2 separate regions of the Zea mays genome follow, and region 1 is linked to region 2. The links are chromatin contacts, called in public HiChIP or PLAC-seq maps. All regions are on one chromosome and are shown on one strand. The core of a region is the stretch at or near the end of the contact, and the rest is flanking DNA. Distances in the headings are between cores, read along the strand shown. Region 1 holds the start of LOC100272542 (Eukaryotic aspartyl protease family protein). Region 2 holds the start of LOC103633404 (putative methylesterase 11, chloroplastic).

Region 1 (2,700 bases), core at 24-2,523, 130 kb before region 2:
CGGGACCGGAGGGTACGAGCCGCTCATCCGGTCGATGAACGCGCGGCGGATCACCTGGTACGCCGGCTCCACGAAGTAGCTCAGCGTGGTGCCGGAGTCGATGATTGTGCCGCCGGAGCCGCCCTCGCTCGCGTCCCACGTGTCCGAGCTGATGTTCAGCAGCTCGCCGCCCACCAGCACGCCCGTGAGCCTGACGTAGTAGAACGTGTCCGCCGGCGACGACGCGGGCGCGAACGCCGTGTACTTGAGCCGCGGGTGCGCCGCCAGCGCCAGGGCGTCGTCCTCCCCGAACACCACCTTGCTGGCGACGTCGCTGCCGTGGTCCACCAGGCAGTAGGAGAAGGTGTGGCCGCCGTAGACGGCGCGGAGCTGGGACGCGAACGACAGCGGGCCGCGGCCGAGGCCCAGCAGGCCCGCCGCGCCGTGGAAGAGGCCGCGGTTCCGGTGGCCGCACCCGAACACCACGCCGTCCACGCGGCTGGACGCGCCCGGGGCCGTGAGGTTGACCGTGAAGGACTCGAGGGCCAGGTCGCCGGTGCTGTTGGACTGGTCCCCGTACCAGTAGTAGTACGGGCAGGGGTCCTCCCCGGGGCGGCGGCACGCCCTCGGCGCCGGCGCCTCGGGCGGCGCCACGTGGCCGCAGCGGGGGTCGCCGCAGGTGAGGTTGCGGTAGGAGGAGGACGCGGCGGGGTCGAACACCGGGCCGCGCTGCTCGAAGCAGTCCAGGCACGGCGCGCACTGCAGCCAGTTGAGGTCGCTGCCGGTGTCCATGATCATCTGGAAGCGCCGCGGCGGCGTGCCGACGTAGACGTCCATGAGGTACTCGGCGGACCCGACCGCCACGCCGGACTCCACCGTCGCCACCACGCGCTCCGACTCCGACAGCGCCCGCCCACGCCGCGGAGACGAGGACGAGGACGCCACTCTCCGGTGCATCGCCTCGACGCGGACCGCATCCTTCTCGGCCAAATCTAAGAACGAACCTTTCCGCGTCCTGCCCCCCTCGGCGCCGCGGCGGTGGGTCATGTGCAGCTTCAGCGACGAGGACGGGCTCGCCGGCTTCTGCTCATCCGCCGCGTCCTCGGCTGCACCCAACTTGCTGTCGCAGCCGGTGTCGGCGACGGCGGTGTTGAACGGCGGGAACTCGATGCCAAAGAGGGGCGACGAGGAGTTGAGCTTCGCGATGCCAGCTGAAGCCACAGCTGGCGAGACCAGGAGCAAGAACAGCAGCAGCGACCGCGCCGCGAGCTGCAACATAGCTGAGGCAGTGGACCGATGGATTACTAGTCCTTCACGGAACAGCAGGCGACGGCGGGGGAGCAGGGGTTGATGAGGACGAAGAGGAGGTTGGTGGTGGTGGAATTGGGGGGAAATATATATAAAGGAACGCGGGTCAGGGAGGAAAAGACGACTGCGTGCGGGGGAGGTGTGTGGGTTTTGACCATTGAACAAGGAAGGGGGAGAGGAGGCGGGGCTGGAATCCGCGAATGTTGGGGACGGTGGCCGTGGGAAAACGCGGGTTTGTTGTCCACCGGGAAGACGACCAGAGCTGCCCAACGAACCCCTTTCCAAGTACTAGTAGTACTGTACTAGGAGTAGGCTACTAGCGTGTGTGACGGACGCACCCGCACCGAGACGCCCAGCTCACCGAATCCAGAGGTGAGCCGTGAGCGACAGGGAGGGACCTCGTCTCCCCGAGGAGCGAGGAGGGAAGGAAGGATCCAGAGGTGACGGATGGGACGGAAGCCCGTGAGCAGGAGCTGTAGCATGACGCTGTGGCTGCCGAAGTATTCCGCCGCAAGCGTGCGGCTTGCCGGCTTCCTTCGAGGCGATGGAGAAAAAAATAGGAAGACGGACGGCCTCGGCAGGCTGGACGTGTTCAGTCCACTGCTCCCGTAGAGCCTGCCTGCACCTTCAACTGCGAGACATAATGGAAGAATGGCGGATGTAGCTGGGTGCCCCAACTACTGATCCAATACTGTCCGCGACATGATATGGTTCAAAGAAACTTCTGACTGGAACGGTGGCTCAGGGATGATTGAGTACACGGCTGGAGCTTGAGATATACTCAGGGCCCGTTCGTTTGTCCAGTATTAGACCAGAATTCATTCCAACTTGTCAAAACTTACATAAATTAGAGAAACAATCCGGTCAAGAACCGTTCCAGGTATTCAATCCGTGAAAAACGAACAGACCTTCCACGAAGAACTTGTTCGTTTGAGACAGGGCCGTGCCTGAGGTAGGGCGGGAGGGGCGGCCGACCTAGGCCCCCATCTCCCAGGGGCCCCACCGCACACAAAGTCCAATAAGAATATATGATAGAAACGGATATTATTTACTATACCAATATATTTTTGAGTTTGTTAGGAGAATGGATTGCTATCACAATATATTTGTTGCTTATCGAATATTATTTACTATACCAATAACTGTGGCATCAGCTGAAAGGAGCTTCTCAAAGCTTACGTTATTGAAGAATTATTTAAGGTTTGCAATGTCTCAAGAAAGGTTAGACGGGCTAGCAACTTTATGTATTGAGAAGAAATTATTAGATGATGTAAATATTGAAGCCATCATTGATGATTTTGCATCTAGAAATGTTAGAAGACATTTTTAAATTGATCTCTAAAATATATTTAAGGTAATAATCTTACTTATATTTTTTACTGCTAAAGTCTTTCTGTGGTACATCAAGTATAA
Region 2 (2,700 bases), core at 93-2,592:
TCATCCTCGGCTTCCTACGTAGCCCGCGTTACCCTCTTACCAGTCAACAACACTGTTAGCGGTCAAAAATGCCAGTATATAGCAAATTCTCGAGACAACATGATCAGAGCAAACCTGGGAACAATACATCTTCGTCCTTTCTCCAGAGGAACGAACACACAAGCCAACATGATCTCACCACCACCAGAGCTAGAAACAACAGTCAATCAGTTTCTACAGCCCTTATGCGTGAGAGCTTCTGAAAAAAACCAACTGTACGACCAACCACTATCAGCCAACAACCAAATCAGTGCTTGGTCGCTGTCAGATAACTACTCGTTCACATTTTTTTCTCAAGGAGTACTCATCAACTATCGATGATAAAGTCAGGTATTAGTCTTATGGTGGTAGCTACAGATGGAAGCAAAGCACGTGCATTGCACCGGTTCGGATCTGCAGGCGTTCCGATTTGAACGGTCTCGGTCTCGCTCTCGCCCACATATGGGGGCTACGGCATATGCTAACCGGATTGTCATGTCCGGTCCCAGTAAGACAGACAGGCACGGAGGTGGTCGCCCGCCCCTGCCTTCCATTGATTTCGACGCGAGGACGCCAACCGCCCCAGGTGGAAAGTCGCAGAGAAGAAGGCACAAAGTCAAAGGAGACTGCACGAGAATTCAACGCGGTGGCGCGCGCACCAACGACCAACCGAACCAAGCAATGGGGGGGACGGGAACGGGACGACAGGCGGGCGGACGGGCAAGCAAGCTAGTATGGAGGGAGGGAGGAAGGAAGGAAGAAGACAAGGAGTGGTATGGCGTCAGGGTTCTCACCTTGGCGAGGAGCTGCTGCGGCTGGAGCTCGGGGTCAGCGAGCGACCTGGGGCGCGTGCTGCAGCTGCGGGGCAGCGGCGGGCCCTGGCCGTGCCGCTTGGCCGCGTACCGCACCGACGCGGACCGCTCGAACGCGCCACCGCCCCGCTGCCCCAGCACGAGCGCCGCCGCCGCGGCCAGCGCCTCCTCGTCTATGGTCACGGACGCCTTGGCGGAGTCCCTCCCGCCGCCGCCGCCGCCACGGCCGCGGGAGGAGGTGGAGGAGCGCCGCCTCGCCTGCGGCGGCGGGGACCCGTTCCCCGACTGGCAGGGGTCGGAGAGGCAGGACACCAGCGAACCCATCGGGGCCGAGCCGGGTAGGTTCGGGCGGGCCTTCGGAGCAGGCAGCCAGGAAATCCTTGCCTTGACTGCTGCTGCCGCGATTCAGGAGGGGAGCAGGGAGGGAGCTCGACGAGGAGGGGGCGGCGGCAGAAATGGCAGGCAGGCAGGCAGGGCACGGGCGGAGTGCGGGCGCGGCAGTAATGCAATGCAAGGCAAGAGGATACGGAAATTTATACTTCTTCTGGTACCGCCTATTTTGCACATAGGGGCTCCTTGTTCAAGGAATTTCGCACATAGTAGCTTGACACCTTTTTCCAGTTTCAGATATGCTTGTGTGGAGTTCAAACTACGACGGCATGGCTGTGTAGCGGTTTCCTGTCATCGTCGCCGGGTTCTCCTTCACCCGGCCTGCTTTTTTTTTTCCTGCGCTGAACTCTGTGGCCAAGCTTTTCAAGAGAGACGAAAAGCATTAACAACCTTGCTATGTGTGTTTTCACGGTTTTACACTTTTACCCCTTTCTGATGAACAACAGTAGGCCCAGAACAAAAAGGTTAGGTAAAGGCACCCGATCGAATCGCCATCCTTTAATTGGTTTCTCACTCTCCAACTAAAGATAAGACACTGTTGGGCTGCTAGCTACAAGTGCTCAGCATGATTAGTTCGCACGCAGTAGATGGATCGATGCCACAAATGGGCAGTTCTTGTAGCAAGATTTCGAGTTTTTTTTATTTGTTTGCCCCCAGATGCAGACGTTGTGGTAAAGGATGCACGCTTGTCACTCGTCAGTCATGGGCTTGTTGTGCTTTTTCTAAGCTGCATGCTAGCGTTAATGCGAACTTAAATCAGGTGGTCCATTTGTCCAGGCGCGCGGCCCTAAGCAAAGCAACCATGATGGTCTGTACATGTGATTGGCACCTATCAGGCTGGGGATTAGAGGGCGTGTTCGGCAGGCTGCAAGCCGACACTGTTGCAGCTGTTTGGACTGCTGCAGCTGCAATCCATAGAGAGAAAAATACTGTAGAAGCCGCAGCCGCAGCCGGATTGCAGCCGCAGCAAGCCGCAGCGAACAGCCCAAGAGATGGCGATGGGTACCCGAAACCCGATGGGTTTTTACTCTATTAGGGTACGGGTATGGGTCAGTTTTCATACCCATGAGTTTGTTAATGGGCATAAATTTATACCCAACGGGTTTATGGGTACGGGTTTATTCCTATAGTACCCAAACCCGTGAACCCGTGGGTTTTTTAAACCCGACCAAACCTAGTGCATATTGTCATTTTATTTTATAAACGAACAACAAACTTATTATTCCTTATTTACTTCATAATTTTTATCAATTGGTGAATGTATCAGTAGTCGGTGAGAGTGTTGCTTGCTTGCTATTATAGTTTTTACTAGCGTTATATATGTAGTGGATGGATAACTTAGTGCAAGATCACTTAATTATACAACTTATTATTTGTATTTCGTTCTCTCTACTAATAATTTTTATACCAAATCATAAACTCGTTGTTCATTACATAGATTTTGGATCATGATATCATTAATCATTATGATACTTATCGA

Evidence for each region. HiChIP or PLAC-seq counts read pairs in DNA pulled down with a chosen protein or histone mark.
Region 1: an H3K4me3 HiChIP or PLAC-seq map of leaf shows a contact between it and region 2, with 3 times the contacts expected there. The contact joins the promoter of LOC100272542 here to the promoter of LOC103633404 in region 2. A contact is called at or near these places in 1 of 25 Hi-C or Micro-C datasets (tassel) and 1 of 3 datasets of contacts at active chromatin or transcription factors (leaf).

The regions. Positions count from the first base shown.
Region 1 is chr7:173,184,665-173,187,364 of Zm-B73-REFERENCE-NAM-5.0, reverse strand. It overlaps LOC100272542 (Eukaryotic aspartyl protease family protein), which reads right to left and starts at 1,273. Exons shown (of 1, transcript NM_001147010.1): 1 at 1-1,273. The coding sequence starts at 1,257.
Region 2 is chr7:173,059,042-173,061,741 of Zm-B73-REFERENCE-NAM-5.0, reverse strand. LOC103633404 (putative methylesterase 11, chloroplastic) reads right to left here and starts at 1,342. Exons shown (of 5, transcript XM_008655108.3): 1 at 813-1,342. The coding sequence starts at 1,154.